4 separate regions of the Mus musculus genome follow, and all the other regions are linked to region 3. Evidence: chromatin contacts called from public Hi-C data. All regions are on one chromosome and are shown on one strand. The core of a region is the stretch at or near the end of the contact, and the rest is flanking DNA. Distances in the headings are between cores, read along the strand shown.

The links. A called contact is a pair of places that touch in the nucleus more often than the background predicts.
Region 1: a contact with region 3 is called in a Hi-C map of cerebellar granule neurons, with 2.1 times the contacts expected there. The contact joins two enhancer-like sites. A contact is called at or near these places in 4 of 484 Hi-C or Micro-C datasets (brain, cerebellar granule neurons and cerebellum) and 3 of 115 datasets of contacts at active chromatin or transcription factors (embryonic forebrain, forebrain and stem cell-derived neural progenitor cells).
Region 2: a Hi-C map of cerebellar granule neurons shows a contact between it and region 3, with 4 times the contacts expected there. The contact joins two enhancer-like sites. A contact is called at or near these places in 5 of 484 Hi-C or Micro-C datasets (brain, cerebellar granule neurons, cerebellum and 1 more) and 2 of 115 datasets of contacts at active chromatin or transcription factors (craniofacial prominence and embryonic forebrain).
Region 4: a Hi-C map of cerebellum shows a contact between it and region 3, with 4 times the contacts expected there. The contact joins two enhancer-like sites. A contact is called at or near these places in 3 of 484 Hi-C or Micro-C datasets (cerebellar granule neurons and cerebellum).

What each region holds. Positions count from the first base shown.
Region 1 is chr12:90,329,019-90,334,559 of GRCm38.p6, forward strand. Nrxn3 (neurexin III) reads left to right here. Exons shown (of 20, transcript NM_001198587.3): 20 at 2,770-5,541. The coding sequence ends at 3,392. Among named protein-coding and RNA genes, the nearest start is that of Gm40538, 77 kb to the right of the region's middle. Within about 2 kb of position 3,058, at least 4 of the 459 cell types and tissues checked have an H3K27ac peak or open chromatin away from gene starts, as enhancers often do. A contact at or near this core is called in cerebellar granule neurons, where this site is marked.
Region 2 is chr12:90,422,147-90,427,606 of GRCm38.p6, forward strand. No RefSeq gene overlaps it. Among named protein-coding and RNA genes, the nearest start is that of Gm40538, 16 kb to the left of the region's middle. Within about 2 kb of position 3,680, at least 13 of the 459 cell types and tissues checked have an H3K27ac peak or open chromatin away from gene starts, as enhancers often do. A contact at or near this core is called in cerebellar granule neurons and cerebellum, where this site is marked.
Region 3 is chr12:89,815,453-89,820,429 of GRCm38.p6, forward strand. The region is part of intron 14 of Nrxn3 (neurexin III); the gene reads left to right. Among named protein-coding and RNA genes, the nearest start is that of Gm40538, 590 kb to the right of the region's middle. Within about 2 kb of position 2,864, at least 7 of the 459 cell types and tissues checked have an H3K27ac peak or open chromatin away from gene starts, as enhancers often do. A contact at or near this core is called in cerebellar granule neurons and cerebellum, where this site is marked.
Region 4 is chr12:90,563,448-90,568,824 of GRCm38.p6, forward strand. No RefSeq gene overlaps it. Among named protein-coding and RNA genes, the nearest start is that of Gm40538, 160 kb to the left of the region's middle. Within about 2 kb of position 3,099, at least 5 of the 459 cell types and tissues checked have an H3K27ac peak or open chromatin away from gene starts, as enhancers often do. A contact at or near this core is called in cerebellar granule neurons and cerebellum, where this site is marked.

The DNA.
Region 1 (5,541 bases), core at 1,808-4,307, 510 kb after region 3:
CTCCCTACCACTACAAATGCAAGAAAAAGAGTTTGTGCAAGATTAGTTTTTAGGGCTAGCTTACCTTTAGGGAATTGCGCTCCAAATCCCATTTATAAAAACTAGCAAAAGAGTGTAAATTATGTATTAACTAAGTCGCAAGGTATATGAATTATATATGTTCACAATGTAAAAGAAAAAAAAATTAGGCATACTGGCCCAGCAAAACAAACCCGAAGCCCTACAAACCCTGCAGAGATCATTTTTCTCACCCAGTTCAAACTCTGAGACCTAGAACAGAAACTCAAGCTGAGACTCCAGACCACAGAGATCTTGAGACTCTTGGGAAGGTACTTGATTTACTTCCCTTCATAAAATAAAACTACCTGTTAGATGAGAAATAATCATACAACTCTCGATTGTCTCTGCCCTTCTGAATGATTCACATAAATTATATGTACTTTTCCCCGACCAACTCTCTCTTGCTGGGTAGCACAATTAATGGCTGGATAAGGAAGCAGCCAAAGGCTTCTGCTGTGCTTGCTACAAGGCACTCCTCTTAACATACCTGGAACCAGGACAGCACAGGCACAGCAGTAGTCCTGAACCACGGGTGGTGTTTAAAGATACAAGCTGTGGGATGCCAAGTGGAACTGTAGTAAGAATGAATCCTTATAGGAAGATTCATGGCAGACTGTGCAAACTTAAAGATTTCACTCTCTGGAATGTCCCTGGAAGTCTCCAGCACTGAACCTGCTGCAAATCCCTGTCTGGCTTTGTTGCTGATAGAGGAGGAGGATACACACACACTAGTCATCCCATCTCAGGAAAATAGCTACCCACAGCAGCACATACACGGGCCTTAAGTCCATCTCAGAAAGAGCCTTCTGATAGTATTGCATCATCATATCAACTTTCTAACTGTAGAGTAAAATTATGCTATTCTTGGAAGTGAGTTTGGTTAGGTCACAGATACTGATCCTGTAGAGGAAAATGGCCACACCATATAACCTACTAGTACCTTCCCTAATCTTCTAAATCTAGAGATCCTCCCCCACCATAAGCCTAGGGACTCCTCCTCATCTCAGAGACTGTTCTCTAAAGTCAGTGACAGTAAACCATCTCCTTTGTTTGATGGGTTGCTTGCTATTGCATATCCTGTCTCAGCTTCCCCACTGCAGGAAGCCAGAGTTACTAAAAGTTATTGTACCTGAAAACTGTCTCAGCACATTGCTCTACAGAATTTGAAAAGAATCTATGATTTCAAACAATTTTAGGTTTTGACTAGACTATGTCTTTCTAGAATAAATGCAATGACAGGACACAAAGTGGTGACTTCTTGAAATCACACCACTTCAATCGAAAAGAGATGCCAAAGAGACTTTGTCTTTCTGACATGGGAGGAAAATGTCAGCCTTACAGTTAAATGAGCAACTTCCCTGGCAGAGTATTTCTTGCATCTGTGATGTGCAAGACACAGTGTTTTTATGAAGTATTCTTAAATTGCTTTTTCCCTGCTGTCCACGTGTTTAGTAATCATATAATGGTGAAGCTTTCTGGGAACACTAGTGTGTATATATATATATGTATATATATATATATATATATATATATATATATATATATATATACATATACATATTTTGCCACTCTAGTAAAGAGTCACTGATTTCAAAATTGATTTTGCTAAATCAACTTTTCTCAACCAAAACGTGAGTTTCCAGCCAGTCATGGAAACCTAGGCTGGGCATTTTTTTAAATGGAGCTTCTAGCTCAGCATATATTTCATATAACATAAAAGCCTTGAATGCACAAGACACATCTTATGCTAATGCAAGGCAGGTTGTAATTTTAAGAGTCAAGGGAGTTTCAAGAGATACATAATCAAAATGCATCAAGATGAACATTTAAACCTGTTGTTTGTCCCTGTCTCTTAGCTAATGGGAAATTAGGATAGCCCCAAGGTAGTACAGGAAACTTTTAGAGTTCTTTGGTCTTGATCTTGGTCTCAGTAAAATGGAAAATAGATCATCGTCATGCTCCTGAGAGCCAGTAGATAGGATCCAAGAAAGCAATAAAGAAATGTTATATTCATGTTGATAAAGCCATAAAGAAAGATCACTGTGTATGTAACACACACATGAAGTCTTCATAGTATTTCCAAGAACATTATTGACTGAAAGTCATCATCTTGCCAGAAGATCCTGAAACCAGCCTGTTTGGATTCTGCCACTCAAAATCACTTGAGAGTATCTTTAAAATCTAAGGCTTTAATTTCAAGGTTCCAAATTTTGGGTAGGTAGATGCATATAATGAGCTCTGTCTCAGTCCAGAATAATAAGTCAATAGCCAGAAATTACCCATATGCAGATGCAGCTCATTTTATAGCAATTTCAGAAGCATAACCTCTGCCCTGCATTCATTAGAGTAAGGATGAACTGTGTTTACGCCTGTACTAATTATGTCTTTTTTTCTTTTCAATCCCAGGAGGTGAATTAGTTATTCCTCTTCTGGTAGAAGACCCTTTAGCTACCCCTCCTATTGCTACTCGTGTACCCTCCATTACACTCCCCCCTACCTTCCGCCCCCTCCTCACCATTATTGAGACCACCAAAGATTCCCTGTCCATGACCTCTGAGGCGGGGTTACCTTGCTTGTCGGACCAAGGCAGCGATGGTTGTGATGATGATGGCTTGGTGATATCTGGGTATGGCTCAGGGGAAACCTTTGACTCTAACCTGCCCCCTACTGATGATGAAGATTTTTACACCACCTTCTCCTTGGTAACAGATAAGAGTCTTTCCACTTCAATCTTCGAAGGTGGCTACAAAGCACATGCGCCCAAGTGGGAATCCAAGGACTTTAGACCTAACAAAGTCTCGGAAACTAGTAGAACTACAACCACCTCTTTGTCCCCTGAGCTGATCCGCTTCACAGCGTCCTCCTCGTCTGGGATGGTGCCCAAATTGCCAGCTGGCAAAATGAATAACCGTGATCTCAAACCCCAGCCTGATATAGTCTTGCTTCCGTTGCCCACTGCCTATGAGCTAGACAGCACCAAACTGAAGAGCCCACTAATTACTTCCCCCATGTTCCGTAATGTGCCCACAGCAAACCCCACGGAGCCAGGAATCAGACGGGTTCCGGGGGCCTCAGAGGTGATCCGGGAGTCCAGCAGTACAACAGGGATGGTCGTCGGCATTGTGGCTGCTGCCGCCCTCTGCATCTTGATCCTCCTGTACGCCATGTACAAGTACAGGAACAGGGACGAGGGGTCCTATCAAGTGGACGAGACGAGGAACTACATCAGCAACTCGGCCCAGAGCAACGGCACGCTCATGAAGGAGAAGCAAGCCAGCTCCAAGAGCGGCCATAAGAAACAGAAAAACAAGGACAAGGAGTATTATGTGTAAACATAACACCACCAGTCGTATGCGAACTTAAAACAGAATTATTTCTATACACACACCTGAATACTTTGACAATGAGATTTAACTTGTTGAATGTGTTCTGTGAGATGGGGTGTACCACGACTATGGTGGGAAAAACCATTTTTTAAAGGACACATACGATGGTGTATCTCTCTGTGTAATGGTGAGCCATGCTGCAAGGTTGTAGCCTTGGCCCGAAGACAGAAAATTCTCTCTGCCCTGCTGTATCATAAAGCACACACTTAGTGCCCTGGAGCAAGTCCATGACTCCACATGACCTTGGAAGCTTTCTTCTCTCCAGAACATTTGGAAAGGGGTAGAAGACCATATGGCTTACTTGTTCCATAGCTCCAAGTGAGTCTGTAATAATGTTTGTGAATCTTGACTGTAACAATGTTGGGTTATTTTTTGTTTGTTTGTTTGTTTAATTATGTAAAAAAAAACAAAAACAAAAAAATAAGAAAAGAAAAACGCTTAAAAAAAAAAAACACAAACAAAACAAAACAAGAAACCCAGAAATACCCTTATCTGGTTCTGACCAGTGTGTGTGTAACTTTCCAAGATCTGAGGGGAAAATAGCTTTTGGGTTTTCATTTATTTTTTTGACAAAGACTGCACATAAGAAGAAAAGGAAAAAAATATACTCAGAAAAAAAGTATGAGACTCTTGCCATATGAACTCAAAATCTACCATGGCATTCACTCCATGTAGCAGGTTGTGGTGTCTCTAGAACCAATTGTTAGTTTCCTAATGCTTTGGTGAACCCATGTGGGATGACAAGCCGTTTGAAAAGCAGGTCCCCAGATCTAATTCCAATATTTGCCATTCAAACCTGTAACAGATGGGTTTGGGGCTGGTGTTATCGGAGCTATTGGTTTCACTTAACAAATACTGTCCCTGTCCATCAACCCAAAGTGTGTGAACGGGGAAATGTAACCCCCAAGAATTAAAGCAGAGCCTTTCTAAGGGAAGGAAAAAAGGGAAAGGGGGTGGACTGGATCTGTGAAATGCATGCAAACAAAGAAAAAAAAAAACCCACAAAAAAGAAAAGACAATGTTAGCATCTGTTTCAACAGACTGCAAGGGAGTTCCTAACTTGTAACACAACCACAAGTGGTCACACAAGCCTAGTCATGGCCAAGTGTGAAAAATCATAGTTACTTCCCCACCCCCAACATAATAACGGTTTCCATATGGTTTAACTTTGTAGCCTGATGTGAGTAAATCCTTCCCATCTCCTCATGTCTCCTTCCGCCCATCTTTTTTTTTTAAAGACAAATAAATAAATGAGTAAAGCTGCTGTGACACACACACAAAAGGAATTTAATAGTATAATATATATAAATAAATATATATACAGATATATTTATCATGGTATGTTTGATGGGATGACTGACACAGAAATCTGTTAAAGTCTTGAAGTGGAATGAGAATGTTATTTTAAAAGAAAAATAACAAAACAACAAAAAAGTAAACCTTAAAATGTGAAGAAAGTGTGAGTTTTCGTTTTGTCACAGTTAACTGTGTCAAAGAGAATTTAAACAACAAACAACAGAAACTTCTCAGATTTTGTTTACATATTTTACTACATTTTTGCTGGTATAATCCCTTAGTCGTGTATGTACCTACCGCTTTGAGAACTGTTATTTCCTTTCTGTCTGTTTATTTGGTTTGTGTCCCATTCTCTTTCTGTCTTCTTTTTGTAAAGAGGAAACAATGTACAGAGTAATTAAAAAAAAAAAAACAAACAAACAAACTGGTTTCATGGCCATAGCCATTCAAAAAGCAAGAAGATAAAGCAAGACACATACTCTCACAGAGGGCAATGTGTCATCTGGAGGGGCAGGCATATACAATTTCTTTTGTACAGATGAAAACCAATCAGCTGTTTAGATTTAGAAATCTACTCTTGCTGGTCTTTGTAAGTTGCATGAATATTTGACTTTGAAAAAACAATATCTTACAGACATGGGGCAGAAGGCACAGTCTAAAACAGTGGTAGCCTTTACTGATGTGTATGGAGAGCGGTGTTCCTCCTTATCTGAGATTTCAATGTTTTAAGAGTTTTCCTTTTTTTTGTTGTTGTTGTCATTAAAAAAGACAGGACTGTACAAGGATATCTAAGCACGAT
Region 2 (5,460 bases), core at 2,430-4,929, 610 kb after region 3:
CTGTGTCCTCCAGCATGGGACACCTTATCAGGGAAGAGTCCCCAGTGCTGTCCTTATTCACTTTTATCTTTCACTCTGCCCTTCTCAGCCATCCCAGGCCATGTCTATGGTCCATCCCCATCAGTGAGGCTGACAGGTTACCTCTTGGTTAGAAGCACTTGCCTCACCTTACTGCCTTATGCTATTCTTCACCACAGCGTCATACCACTGGACCATATACTATGACACTTATTTTAAGAATCTAGTATACAAGAAGTTTTAATTTCTGGTCCTTTGCTATCTGTATTCAATGTTCCTGCAAAAATATCATGTTAGCAACAGCCCTTAGTGATGGATCTTGCACAGGGTATTTAAAGTACTCATAATATGCTACTCCCCATGTACATCATGTTAGCATGAGAGCTAAAGGCATTTGAGAACTGACAAATGCAGAAAGGGTTCTCTGACCTCCTTTCTGTGTCCTAAAATCGGGGGATGGGTGTCTGCTATGGAAGTGTCTACCTTACCATGAAGAAAAGCGGGACCTGTCCTTGGAGATAGAGTTGATATTGAGATGTATCTACTTAAATAACTCATGAATCTAACCCTTTATCTTCCACTAGTTCCTTCTTGAATTTTCTAGCCACTTATTTATAATTTATCATTCTGTGAAGGGCAAATATTGTTTCTTTTGTTAAAGTGGTCTATGAATTTCTGGATCTCTTGTTCCTCTGAATCTCACTTTCCCCCTGTGAAGTCCAAAGCCCCCCCAAAAGATTACTGACAACTAGTTAAATGCTTTTTCTTCTACTAGCCTATGTTTTGCTACTCTAATTAATAAGCTTCCAGGTACTAAACCAAAGAGAGTGGGAGAAGGGTTCTTCCTTTCAGAGACCTGGAGAAGTTAAGTGTCAATATCGTTAACTTCAGGTCAATGCTGAGAAAATAGTTGAAGTACGGTTGAGACTTTAAAGCTTATGTATAAAGTACTATTGTTGCAACTTTCCCTGATGGCTATGAATGATAAAACAGATTCAAAGCAATTTACATCTGCATAGCATTGTGTTGAATGGGAAGAAAATATGGACCATGACCAGCAGATTGTGGATTCCAGCATATCTCATTGGGCAGCGCCTGACGATTTACCTACACTATTATTCTTTCCCTACTTGTTCTTAATTCCTTCATCTCTTAGGTCAGCTAAGGGTTCACAAATCCCTTGCAACTAGGGAATTACGTAGTCTAGTTGTCACTGAAGGGAGGTGTCTTTGAGAATGGCAAAATGAAACTGACTTAACTATATAGATCTTTCCATTCCTGTCTTTCTTTTAGAATGCATATGAAATATTTACAGTAAGGCATGCATCCTACTGCCATGAGTTAAAGCTTTTGGTGGTGAGTTAAATGGATTTTTTTTTTTTTTTTTTTTGCTCTGCAAGCATGGAGATCTGAGCTTGGTCTCTCAGCAGTCATATAAATAGTTAGGCATGGCTGCTGCTCTACTGGTAGAGAGGAGACACGTACATTATGAGACTTCACTGGCTAGTCAGTCTGTGAACTGACCAGTTTGGAGTTCAGTGAGAAATCCCATCCAAAGCAATAAAGTAGAGAATGGTGGAGGACTCTCACCCTCTTCTGGCTTCTGCATGTCTAGTCACAGTTTATGGACCCACATATCTTACATGCATGTACTAAATATGCACACACATACACACACACACACACACACACACACACACACACACACACACACACTACAAATGCTGAACCTAGAAGGATGAAGAACTTGGTATTCAATGATTTTCTAAAACTTATATACCCACTTTGAGATACCCTTATTTTTTTTATTTTTTATTTTTGTTATGAGAGAAAATATGTACTTTGACTATATAGTCAGGGAGTTTGTTCTGTGACGCCACTGCAATTTTCTGTGACATAAACAACTTCAGAAGATTTTGGTATTGATGAGAGCCATATCTAGTTTTGGGGAAAGCCCCCAAACTCCTAATGGGTTTGACTTTAAAGATTCAGCTCCTACTTCTCTGTAGAAGGATACACTGAATAAGTGAATTAACCATGAAGCTATAAAAGGAAAACATACAAAAGAAACAGGCTTAGTAAACAGACACTTTAGTGACTTGTTTTCTTTAACTCTCAAAGAGCTACTATCAGTAGGAAACTATTAATCTTTATCTAAACTAAAGTGCCTTGAGTAATTATTGCATGTTTATATTTTGTGTATATCTATGTGCATGAATGTGGTGTGTGTGTGTGTGTGTGTGTGTGTGTGTGTGTTTGCACCTCCATGTATGAGTACAGCATGTGGTGGCCAGAGGAGGAGGTTCTTGCTGGATGCCCTCCCTGTTTTATTCTTTGGAGACAGTGTCTCTGACTGAATGTGGAGCTAGTCTGATGGACAGCAACTTCATCCAGCCTCCTGTTTCCACCTCCAGGAACACTGGGGTTCAAAGCCTATGCAACCACACATTGCTTTTGGTTTTGTTTTTTTTTTTAATTCAGTTCTGGGATCTTAACTTAGGTCTTCAAACCTGAAGAGCATGTTCTCTTGCTCACTGAGTCATTTCTTGGTTTCCTGGAAGAAAATATCTTCCTATGATAGATAATATCTCCTTTTCTGTTGGGAAAGATCTTTTGTACAGAGGGGCTCAGCTCTAAGAAACACTTCTGGAATTGAGACAGTTGTTGATTCACACTGAGAGTCTTGTCTCTGATACACTATATACGGAAGTTACTTTGGTATATTTGCACAAAGAAATACCTTAAAGCCGTTAGGATAATAAAGGAAGCTGAGAGTAGTTCTCTCTATTAATTCACTTAAACTGCAACACCTCCTCTGGACCTAATAAAATGCCACTGAGAAATAAGATTAGGAGAAATTGGTACTTTCTGTATTCTTCAGATTTTCTTATTCCTCTATGACTGGGGCTCTTCTAGTACATGAGGATGGATAGAGTCTAAGATGGTGGGAAAGCTAAGGGAAGAGAAAGCTATTGTCTTCTCAGTTCTTTGAATGTGGCTTCTGACATTAGCATAACAGGACTTCTTGAACAGTGACATTGGCTCGGTTAGGGCATCCAGGAGAGCAATTCTCCTTCCTCCAAGAAGTTCCCATGAGGCTTTGTTGCTAGGGAACCTGTCTTGGTTTCTCCCTCTCTGTGGAAGGGACAATATACATCCATCAGCCTTGCTATCCCAAGACTGTTTGCCATCGAAGAGGCCAAAGGTTTCTTGTTTGCAATTTCATCAGAGAGTTGTTCTCATCCAGCCAAATGCATGAAGAGGATGGCAAGCATCCTGCATCCTCACTCCCAACAGGGAGCTCATGAAAAAGCCCACATTCTGGTATTGCTTTAGAGTGGGCTGAAGCAGCTGTTGAACAGCAACTCTATACAAGACTGAAGAACAAATTCCAATTCTGATGGAATCTTTCAGGGAAAATTCAGGTGGCAGAATGTCAGCATATGAGTCAGGACGGTGAGATTGTATAACACCTCGATTCTCTTACCTAAAAGGAATCTAGGATCTTTACCAGCAGTAATTCAGCAAGAAGTGAATTTTATAACATCATGATGGCAAAAGAGTCAAATCTCTGGCCAGCAGCCCCCTTGTAGGAAGCCTGGCTTTCATCAGCATCCGGCACCTCCTGCCTGTGCCCTTGGCAGGCCCCCAAGAGAGGCAAGGATGCCACTAAATCCTGCCAACTTGCAAAGCAGCCAGGAGCTCAGCAGAAGGTGTGTGCTTCCTGGCTTCTCCTGGAGTCCATCTGGATGCTCCCTCACACCTGTTTGGGAGGGATTTGGAGGCCTGGTTTACAAATGTAAACGTGGCTTAAACATTCTGGTCCATTGCTGATCGCTGACCCGCTGACCATGAACCCGTATTTTTGAGAGACTTGATGCAAAGAGATCATTTCTATGGCCTTTCTCCTCTTCCCTTGTCAACCTCAGATGGTGAAAATATGCCACTCCATATTTAAAAAATAAATAAATAAAGAAGAAGCCTGGGATGAACAGATGTAAAGGTGATTTCAATTTCTCAATAAAGGTGACACTAGGCCAAATTTGATATTACACTAAGCCCCACATAACGTTTAAAAATGAGTTTTTTCGGCCATAAAATTACTAATTGATCTGTCTTGTAAAAAGATAAAGGAAATGAATGCCTATTTGAGTTTCATTTCTGTCAGCCTCCCAACTCCTTATTTTATGTAGTGCAAAATGAATTTTAATGAAGCAGCTTCCAAATTTCAAAATATGTCATTACCCTCGGAAGTAATTGCCACGTCCGACTGCCTTTTCCTCTCTTAGTGTCTGCCTTTCCAGTATGGAAGTCAATGTTCCGTGCCATACGCTCTTCCACATGCCATTTGAGAAAAACAAATTAGGAAAAGACTGTGCCAGGAAGAAGTCATCTCTCTAGTCCTTCAACAACTATTTAGAGAACTCTGCTGTATATAAGATGCTGGGGTGAGGTGGGGCAGGGGTTTGTGCTGGTGAGTAGGTATGCATATCTTCCTGCGGATGTAGGTGTGTGTGCATTTGGATGCTTGTGTACAGAGATCAGAATGATGATGACGGTTTTCTCTATCAATCTTGACCTCAGGTTTTGAGACAGGGTCTCTGAATGATCCTGAAGCTCACCAATTCAGCTAGCTATTCTGTCCAGTGGACTCCAGGGGACACCTGTCTCTGCCCACCTTAGCATTGGCATTGCCGATGCTTGCCACTGGCCTCAAATTTTTATGAGTACCAGGGATGGAATTCAGGTCCCCCTGCTTTCATAGCAAGCCTTTTACGGACTGAACACCATCCCGATGTAGTATGTTTGGGTGCTTCCAAAGAGACTAAAATGTAAAATAGTGAAAGCCCCCTTATGCATTTTAATGTCGCACAGCAATAAAATGAGCATGCAGTTATATAACAGTCAAATGATTATTAATGCTATGAATAAAAAGAATGGATATTGTTGGATGGGAAAAGACAGAAAATAGGAACATACAGTACCAAGCAAACAGACACACACACACACACACACACACTCACTCACTCACTCACAGGAGACAGGGAGAGAGAACGAGAATGAATATGCCAATAAAATGGTAATGAAGGGGAGAGTCCAGTGGCAGTCTGAGAACAGAGCTTCTTATCTGGATGACCTCAGTCTTTACTCTTGAGATCTTGAGAACATCCTGTATTTGTGTAAGGATCATTCATATGAACCAGTATAATAAGCAACAGAGAGGAGAGAGGAGAGGGGAGAGGGGAGAGGGGAGAGGGGAGAGGGGAGAGGGGAGAGGGGAGAGGGGAGAGGAAAGGACAGAGAGGACAGAGAGGAGAGAGGAGAGAGAGGGGAGAGAGGGGAGAGAGGGGAGGAGAAAGAGAGAGGAGAGAGAGGGGACAGAGAGGAGAGAGAGAGGAGAGAGAGAGAGAGAGAGAGAGAGAGAGAGAGAGAGAGAGAGAG
Region 3 (4,977 bases), core at 1,614-4,113:
GAGTACTTGAGGAGTTTATAAATTCCACCCCTCCTTTCCAAAAGGGTCGACTCATACACAGGTTAATTTTTCCCCCCTTACCTCATCTATGCTAAGATTGCTGCTTGGGTTTTCTCTAACCCCTTTGACGGGTTTTCATTGTGATTTCTCATTACCTGGCAACTGATAAGATTCAGGTTGATGGATAAGAAGAGAATAAAGAAATAGCCAGAGACTCCTCACAAACCTTTCATATCCAACTGAACTGCAGGGTGCACCAAACCCCAGGGGCTGCCATGGTGAAGATAAGAAAGCTTCTGTATTCTAACTCTTGCCTGTCCTCTTTTAAGAAGTCCCCATCCCACTGATTTGGGACTTGGGGACTGAATATATCGATACTAAATAGGTGGCCTCCATATTTAATTCATGTTTTTAAGCTTAAAATCAAGCGAAGTAGCAATTAACAGTAAATCCCAACCTTGGCTCTCTTCCTGAATCCCAGCTGTGAGCAACCTATAGCATCACTTACTAAAACAACCCCGAGACTCCCCAGAGCTTTCCAGTAATATTCACCTCCCATTCATATTTGAAATACACTGGCTTTCTTCTAGTTCAAGGCCAAGTTTAGGTCAGCATTGCTTTTATAAGTATGTCTTATGTGCAGGTCTTAGGGGGCATAGACCCATGCAACTGGGGTAGTTGTCATGAATAGTTTGGCTAAGGCTCCCTCCCTTTTTTTGCCTTTCATGCTGGCTTAAAATTAAAGCTAAAGCCTTGAATCCAAGAACCTTCTTTTGACTCAAGAAAGATTTTTAAAACAAACAAACAAACAAGCAAAGCTTGCCATTTTTAATGCTTTGCCTAACTTCCCAAATCCTCCAAGATCCTGCTGATCAGTAGCCATCCCCTTTCCCCACCACCCTGCCCTGTGGTGGGATTCTCTCAAAGGCAGTTGGAAAAAAAACAGAAATCCTCAGAACAGCTGGGAGTTTTCACATATGCTCTTATCCTTGCTTGGAGGTGATCTTTAAATTATTGATTATGCTATAGATTTGTGTGAAGTCCAGGGCAGCCTGGGTGATGCTGAGATCATTTGTAAAATTGGAAGAGAAGATTAATAAGGTACTGGTGTACCCACAAATAGTCTCTGGCTAGGGCTCCAAGATGGAATGAGCCCTTTTAAAAACTGAAATCTAATATCCTTCTTCTCCTTTCTCAATCTCTTCTTTGAGGTTCCCCACCCACTTTTCATGTATCCCTCTACCAAGTAGTCACTCAGAGAACAGTGTTTATGGGCCAGGCGTTGGTCTGTCTACAATATAAGTTAATAAAACATTGGTGTGTTCAGCTTGGGCATGACTCTGTAACTATGTTGATCCCTGTGAAAGACAAGTGCTTCTTCATTGTACAAACTGTGGAGGAAGGTAGGGCCAAATCATTTCATATGAAATCTAAGTGTCCTTTATAAAATTCATATTTTCATTCTCCCGTGACTCAAAATACCCCTCCACCTTGAGTTTTTTTTTTTTTCCATCTTATGCTTGGTTTCCACAATTTAAATAGCAGCTGTGAAAGTGCTGGGTGGTTTAGCTGGGCAGAGCATAGAAATAGGTACAGTGTACTGGTTTTCATCCCATTAATTTTCATTTCCATACAGGTTTTATATTCTTTTCCAAACCATCCTAAGCAGATGTGGTAGTGGCCTCACTGGTGGCAGAGGAACCAGGGAGTCTTGAATGACACTCTGCCACGAGATCCTTTCAGGGCCTAGCCTCTAAAGTTTGCCCAGCATTAGGCTCACTCTGGGCTCCTCTGCTGAGCACATTATGGCGCTGTGCAGCTGCTCTCTCACCACTTTCTCTCTGCCTTCCTTCTTGAGATCGGGAACACTGAATAATTCAGAGTGTTGGTTGACAGATAAAACGATAAGATTTATACGTCGTTGGCCTTGGTGATGAATTAATTAAATTGGTTTCTCCTCTATCCTCGGCATGCATTGTTTTCTGTCTGTAAAATGTGCTTGCTGGTAAGTGGTGGGCTTGGAGATTTGCCTGCTCTTGAAAGATGGTAGGGGAAGATTATAATATCAGAGGATAAATCTTTTCAGGACTGCTAATGTTATTGCCGCCACCACCAGATAGGGTAGAGGTGGGGGAGGGGGGCTGCACTGTTACAGGCAGAAGAGATGAGAAATGCTTAACAATTGCCTTCAGGGCTGAGAGGAAAAGACTGTTTCTAACTACTAGTTCATAGAATCCAGCAGTGAGACTTTACTCCTCGATATCAAAATTTCAGAGGTACCACATTCTATTCTGTAGTTTAGAGCTGATTTATCAGGATTTCAGATATCTCTGGGACCCTGGATAGCCTTGGAGAGACACACATCTCTGAAGGTAACCCATGAGCTTCCCTTCCATATTTGTTTCCTTCTAGCTCAGCTCTGAAGGCTAAGGGTTGAAGATCAGAATGGAAGCAGGCTTAGTCTCTGGGGAGCTGTCTCTGGTTTACATATGGTCATTTCCCTACTGAGTTGCCATCTTGTCTTTTCTCTGTGTGCACCATCACAGGCAGAATTGCTTCCCCTCAACCTCCTTCTCTAAAGACCCATTCAGCTACATTAGGTCCACCCAACAACTTTGTTGTATTTTTGTCATCTCTTTACAGGCTCTAACTCCAAATGGCAGCATTCTGAGTTCCTGTTGAGTGGAGCTTCCATATACCCATTTTGTGGACACAGTGTAATTTTGACATCTCCAGGGTGGGGACTAGTCATCACTCTACCTGTACTGTGTGTTCAGTGAGTTCAGAGTAGACAAGTAAACCCTAGGTGACACTGACAGCAATTTACCAAATCCTAGGATGGTGCCTCGAAAAGAAAAGTCCTATTTACATAAATGGCGAAAACAAAGACAGCAGGTTTACTCAACTTCTGTTTGCCTTCTTGGCTGAGCTTCTGGGCCTGAGTCCAGACACTGATGTGCATAGGACTAACTCTGTCTGACTGCAGACACAGGCTCTGTGCATAGTCTAATGTGAACATTCCAAGGCTTTCTCAGCCAGACCTGTTGCCCTTCCAAGCTATATCCTCAGACCTCTCCTCACTGACTTCTTTAAGACCTATGGCTAATTTCTTGCCACCCTCCCAACACACACAAACACACACACACACACACACACACACACACACACACACACACACACTGCTAGTGCTTCACTTTTCACCTTTAATTGAGGAAAACAGATTAACTACATACAAATACTACATATTTTGGCAGCAAAAAATACTTTAAAAAGTATCATTTTTAATGATTTTCCAGTTGGATTTTATATGAAACTTATTTCTAGATATAAATGTTATATATATCCTGTCTACTTTATCAGTCAAGAGGCTCTAGTGAAATGACTAAGACAACATATTGTTCATTGTAAAGTTGCTATAAATTGGAAGCAAGGTGTTCAATTCTTTTGGAAAATAATTTTCTTCCCTTCCTCTATCCTTCCTTCCTCCCCTATTCCTCCTCCTCTTCCTCCCTTCTCTCCTCTCCCTTCCTTCTCTCCTTCTAGGTTCCCCCACTTCAGATACTTCTTTTTAAAATGAGCCATGAAAGCATGTGTTAATAAAGGTCTCAATGTTGACTGGTAATGGAGTTCAAATGGATGCTGGGACATTAGGAATGGGTGAGGTAAATCAAGGACAAAATTTAGAGTTGAATGTATTGTGAATCAGCCTTTGTTTCTTTTTTTGCCTGGCTGAGAGGCATGTATCTTTAAACCTCAATAGTTGATAGTATGACTTGTCTGCTTTATGCACAAAATTTCCCAGAAGATTAAATTATATACGTGGTCCACATGACTCACATGGGTGGCACATTTTATAAGAAATACAATAATGTCAGGGCCACCTTCTCTCATGGACCTAGGTTTGCTTGCCCACCCACAGGCAGGTTGAAGATGCTGTATTCCTGCTTTCTCCTTATTTCGCTATGGCAACACTGTTGGCCTCTGAAGAACTACTTCATTTGTGCACTAATTTTGGGGAAAATGTAGATGAGAACACCTCCATAAGCATACAGAAATCAAACTGGGATGTGACCTACAGCTATCCCTTTAGGCAGAGATCCATATTGGATAAGTTCTAACCATAGTTAACAAATTGTAACAAGACATGCAGAAGCTCAGAGATCTTGGATAATAAAAGTGATGAAGGCTCTGAGAAGATTCTGAGGCCAAACATTCCTATGTTTGATATGCATTAGGAGGTAAACTAAAAAAAAAATAATTTGACAAACCTATACTTTAGAGTAGGAAATAACTTTTGTTTTTAGGTCAACTGTCTTCAGATATGGAAAGGGAAAACTTATTTTAATGCTGTTTTTCCTTTGTAATTTTACATTTTAGAGATCCGGGGTCATAGAACAGATACTTTCTAGTCTTGATTTAAAGACAGAGTTCTCATGGGGAGAACACTGTAGAATCGGAGAGTTCATTGCAAGTTTTCTTTCTCGCCAGTTCTGTGAACCTGGCGGCCTGTTTATAGTTGTTCCTTTAACTTCTAACCTTTCCGCAAGGTTCTTGATCTTCTAACTTTTCCTATTCTTTCCTCCTATAGTGGGATGCACTGCTACTGTGATTTAATTCTGTAGCTGGAGGAAACATTCTCTTCTGTTTCATCTCCTCACATTATGGGGGTGCTCCCTCAGTACCACTGGGAGGCAAGCTCTCCCAGTACTATTTATCATGAGCACTGAATGATCTCAGACTCCTGCATCTTTCAGACATGCATCTCACCTGTGTGTTAGACCTGTCTGAATTCCACGGGTATGCCATTGTGCTATAGGCCTATTTTCTTAATTGTCAGATAATTTTGCCAAAGCCACCAGCCAGGTTTTCCCTTTTCCCCTCAGAAAGAGCCAATGTAAAGAGAAGCACACTGTTATGCTAGAAAGCCTGAAGTCCAACTTGATATAGTCGTGCTGAGAGAGAAAGAATGAAGGTTTC
Region 4 (5,377 bases), core at 1,849-4,348, 750 kb after region 3:
TCGTACATTTTGTCATCCATGTTCTGTTTTGCTTTGCTTTGCCAATTAATTTTTACCCTCACCATAATTATATATTGATATGTGGCCAAGGTTAGTTACTGGGTAAGATTTAGATAGGAATAGAGGATATCTGGATATCTCAGCTCCCTTTGGTTTACTGCTTGAGTCTCAGAGTCTCAGAATGGTAGAACCTGTTTTCCAAAAACAAAACAAAGCAAAGCAAAAACAAAAGCAAAAAAACAAAAACAAAAACAAAAAACAAAAAAACAAAAAAACAAAAAAACAAAAAAAAAAACAAAACAAAAAAAACAAAACAGAAAACCCCACATTATGTCTTTCAAAAAGGAATTTGGTGATACTCTGTTTCAAGCATATCCACTGTCATCCCAAAATTATGATTGTTTTCAAAAGTCTGACCTGTTTAGTAAGTACTTGATATCAGCCACTTATCTTAATAATTTCAGGTGCCTGTCAGGCTGATGTGACAATGTTCAGTTTCCCAAATGCTCAGTCCCCTCATCTGATCCTTGCTAGCAGCTACTTGGCAAGGTTTCTAACAGATTCTAATTGGCCATATTTGCTTCAGTTTTCCTACTAAACAAGGAACAAGTGCTCACTCTCAGCCATTTTGGTTCCCTCTGTTCCACATCCACCCGCAGTAATGACCAGCTCTCATTTCTCCTTGCTCTTCTTCTCCCTGGGCATATTTATCAACATTTTTCTCTTATACTCCATAACCCTTTTTGACATGAGCCACCCATTGCCTTTCTTTATCCTGCTCATTTTTAAATGACAGGGAATATTTTTGCTCCATGGATGACCCGTTAGAATGTCAAGTCACGATGGTGCTCTCTCAGCAGAGTGCTGTGGTAGCATAGTGAAAGCTTCCTGCGGTTGGTCTCAGAAGAACCCAGACCCTTATCATCTTATCATCTTCATCTTATCATCTGAATTTGAGCTCTACTTCTGCCTGAGGCAGAAGATAACTGAGGCATGTGTAGGTGCTGGGGTGGTGACGGTGGGGTTCTGCTCCAATTACCCATATAATTAACTCTTTACATATGGAGATGTAAGTATGAAGAAAGAATGTTGGGAGCCGCCCCCACATTCGCCGTCACAAGATGGCGCTGACATCCTGTGTTCTAAGTGGTAAACAAATAATCTGCGCATGTGCCAAGGGTATTTTACGACTACTTGTACTCTGCCTTTCCCGTGAACGTCAGCTCGGCCATGGGCTGCAGCCAATCAGGGAGTGATGCATCCTAAGCGAAGGATAACTCCTCCTTAAAGGGGACGGGGTTTCCGCCATTCTCTCTCTCGCTGGCATCTCTCTGGCTCTGCGCCCCTGCGCTCTCTCGCTGCCAAAAGATGTAAACAATAGAGCGCGCTCTGCGCTTTGGCGCGCCGGAGCTCTGGCTCCTAAAGATGTAAATAGAAGGGGCTTTCGCTTTTGGGGCTGGGGGTTTTGCGCTCCTAGCTCCTGAAGATGTAAGCAATAAAGTTTTGCCGCAGAAGATTCTGGTCTGTTGTGTTCTTCCTGGCCGGGCGTGAGAACGCTATTAAGAAAAGAAAATCTGGAAGATGGAGCATAAAGAGGCTTTCCCCTCTCTCGTTTTATTTTTTTTCATTTTGCATACTTCTCACTGCTCCTCCTCCTGGTCACCCCATCCAATAATTCTTCCCCCTCCCCCTGTATTCTGAGAGGGTGGAAGGCCCCTGGGTATCTCCTACGCTGGCTCATCAAGTCTCTGAACTTTACTCTGCAGAGGATGATGATCTTACTGCCTCCTTCTGAGAGGAGCTACCTGCTGGCCACCAATATGCCACTTGCCCGGTGTCCTTCTATTTTGAGCTTCTCTCTGTGTATGAATTGCTGTTTAGCTGTCCAAGCTTCAGCTGCTATCTAACATAACCCAGGACATTTGTTCTTTTTTTTTTTTTTTCTCATGAATCTCTGGTGAATCAAAAGGCTCAGGGTATAGCAGAAGTAAAAAGAAAGATTATCAATCAGTCTTGCAAACTCCATACATTGATGTCAAAATTTTATAGACACATTAACTAAGACCCAGAACAGCAAATATGCCACATAATTTTTCACAGAAAATTATTATGTGCACACAAAAAGGTATAAACTAGGGTGCCCACACAGTGAAAAATCCTAAACTCGTTTTAGTTTTATCTTTGATTGAAATGTGTATGTAATTCAAAATTTAAGTTAAATTATGCACATAGTCTAGGAAAAAATCAGGACCAAGACAGAGAAGTGATGGCCTCACAGAAAGAGAGACAGTGTCAGCACAAGATGGACATCTTCTCTCTTCTTCTGCATTACCTATAGGGATGTACAAGCAACATGAGAAGCTCTTTATTCAACATACCTATGATATAAAAATGACTGTTACCTAAAAGTAGATGGGGGCTGGTTAGGTGGCTCAGCAGGTAAAGGCACTGGTTACTGAGTTTGATGACCTGAGTCCCTTCCCAAGGACCCACATGGTAGAAGGAAATAACCAACTCCTGAAAGTTACTCCTGACCACATGCACATGGATCATGTACCCCAAAATACACATAAACTGGTATGCACACACACACACACACACACACACACACACTGGGCTTTTAAACTGGTTTTCAAGTAGTCATCAATGAGGAAGATTCATCTTCCCTGTGGTTACTCTCAATGCCTATGGAATATGAACACATAGCAGATTCATATCTGAGGCTTCACAAAGAGTCTTTTTACCCCCTCCAACTTTTCTCTAGATCCTACAAAAGACACTATCCTTCTTCCTCTGTTCTCATTTCTTCCTAAAAGTTGTCACCCTGTGCTTTGCCTCAGGTATGTGCCAATGTATTTACATGTTTGTGTGTGTATGTGTATGTGTGTCTATGCATGTGCATGCGCGCGCGCACACACACACACACACACACACACACACACACACACACACACACACACATTCATTTGTAGCTCATCTGCTGGTGTCCAAGAAAAGCTTGAATTTTTTTTTTCTTCTTGCCTCTCAGCTTGGAGCCTTTGTACAAGAAATTCTGACAGTGAACACTGCCTACCACTAGAGAGCAGCCCAGGCCAACGATTTCCTGGGCAAAAAACCCTCTGTCTAACAAGTTATTTTCAAAAGGTTCAGGTTCTCTTAGTCTTCTCATGTCTTTCTCTGGGCAAGACACTCCTAGTTCCCTTCGCAAGGAATACTCTCTGTACCTGTTCTGATGTCATGGGAAGCTGAATACCATGCCAATTCCACTAGAAATGTCATTGTCAAAAACATTCATTGTTGAGGTCTCCCTGCTTTTAAGCATTGACGTGTGTCAATTATGAAAAAAAAAAAAATGGAAGTGGGGAGAAGGTTGTGTTTAAGAAAAGAACCACTTGATTTCATGGGGAAATAGAGCAAGATCTTCACGGATTCTTCCCAAGCTTTTTCTATTGAGAACAAAGGGAGCCAGGCAAAGCCAGGCAAACCTAAGCAGGGTCCTATCCATGCCTTTGGACGTGGCTTATTCCTATGGAAACTGATTTATTTTTCTTACATTTGTGAAGAGAGTAATTGTGTCCCATCCGGACTGATTGTTAAGCTTCAATAGGCCAGTGTCTTCATTCCTTAATTTACTTTAATGAACACAGAAAATAACTATTGCTGATTGTCATGTCATTGTACAGGAAGAACTCTCCTGTCTACTGTGCAGGGAGATGAAGGTGCAGAGAGAGCTTTTGGAAACTGATGTAGGAGAGTCTCCTTCAATCTAGATGCAATTTAAGGTGACAGTTAGTGCTGTCTCTGTCTCTTGCCTCAGGGGTAACCTCAGGCAAATGACTCAAATTTACCCTCAACCTTGGTTTCTTCTCTTTTTTTGCAAGATGCAAGTCCTAACTGTTCTCATCAGACAGGACCTAGGATTAAATGTAACAACATGTGGAAAGTGTTTAATAAAGATTGACTGTCGCTGCTCAAAGAGCCCACCACATTCCAAGATCCCTGCTGACTTCTCCTTGCCTTATTCATCTTGCCGTTTTATTTCCATTTATCCAATTTCAATTTTAATTTTGTTAAATATTCATTATACATGTGTTATGTTCCAGGTATAATAGAATGCAGCACCTCAAGAGGCTAGTGTAGCTTACCAAAGAGAAAAGCTGTCAGAACGAATACAAAGAGAACATGTTTCACATTTCCCTTTAAAGGTAACACACAAGGCAGACTGTGTTTATGGTCAGAATTGTTTTCGGGAATATCTTGGAGATATATATCATATGTGGTTTTAACTCTTTTTATCCAGTATTGTTTGAGGCCTAACTTGATTTTTTTCACAGTCATTTTTAATGTTACATCATGAATACCCTGTGTGAACACCTAGTGATATGGACCACACCCAAGCTGTGATGGAGAATCCTTTACTTGATTTACATAGTTTTCTGAAATGTTCAGATTTCTTGCTGTTGCTACTTGAAGAGTATAGAAAACACAATGGTCCCTCTGCCAAGAAGTTTGCATTGGAGGGGTTCAAATGATTAACCGAGTCATGTGACTTTCATGTTTCGCTGTAATTGGATGTTCAATGTGCATGCGGTTGGAGCACAGAGAGGTAAAATAATTATTTGTAATGGGCATTGATGGGAGGAGCCATAGATGAAAGTGTTGAACTCAAATGATGACTGGGATTTTAATCAACATTGAGTATGTGGAAGAAAAAGAGGTCTACACAGCTGACATGAGAGCATAGTTAAGTACAGTGAGAAAGAAGAAGAAAGATATAAATTAACTCCTGGGCACCTTGATTTCCTTAATATGTTCCAATGACAGACTTTGCAACTGAGGCGTCATGAGCCTATGGGAATGCCTCAAAGTCATACATTCAGTAAACAATGAAATCGGAATCTTAATTAGCAGTGTTCCAACATATGTGTTCTCTATGCCACATTGTCAGAGGTGTAAAAAAAGATAATTACAGAAAAGAATATAGTGAATTAAAAAGAAGATGGAAAAACAAACAAACAACCCTTACATTGTCTTTTTTAGGAGACAATAAAAATGTCAACATAGTTTTCCTTTTCATTAAAATAGGTGTTCTAAACATTAGAGATGTCATCACAAACTGCTTCTTTTCTTCAGGGTGGCTGGGATTTGCTTGTATGAGATGACTAATAATTTTTAAAAACAACCAACAATAACTGACAAAAAAGTTACCAAAATGGTAATTTGAAGTAAATCAGATAAAAAGTTACAGGATAGCTAGAAAATTATGTATGCATGGTGAAATGGAAAGGAAGCTGTAGATGGGAGGAGACATGGGTCGTTTATGACTAAACCAAGTGTACCCTCCTTGGGAAACTGTAAACCGCCTGTTTGAAATGGG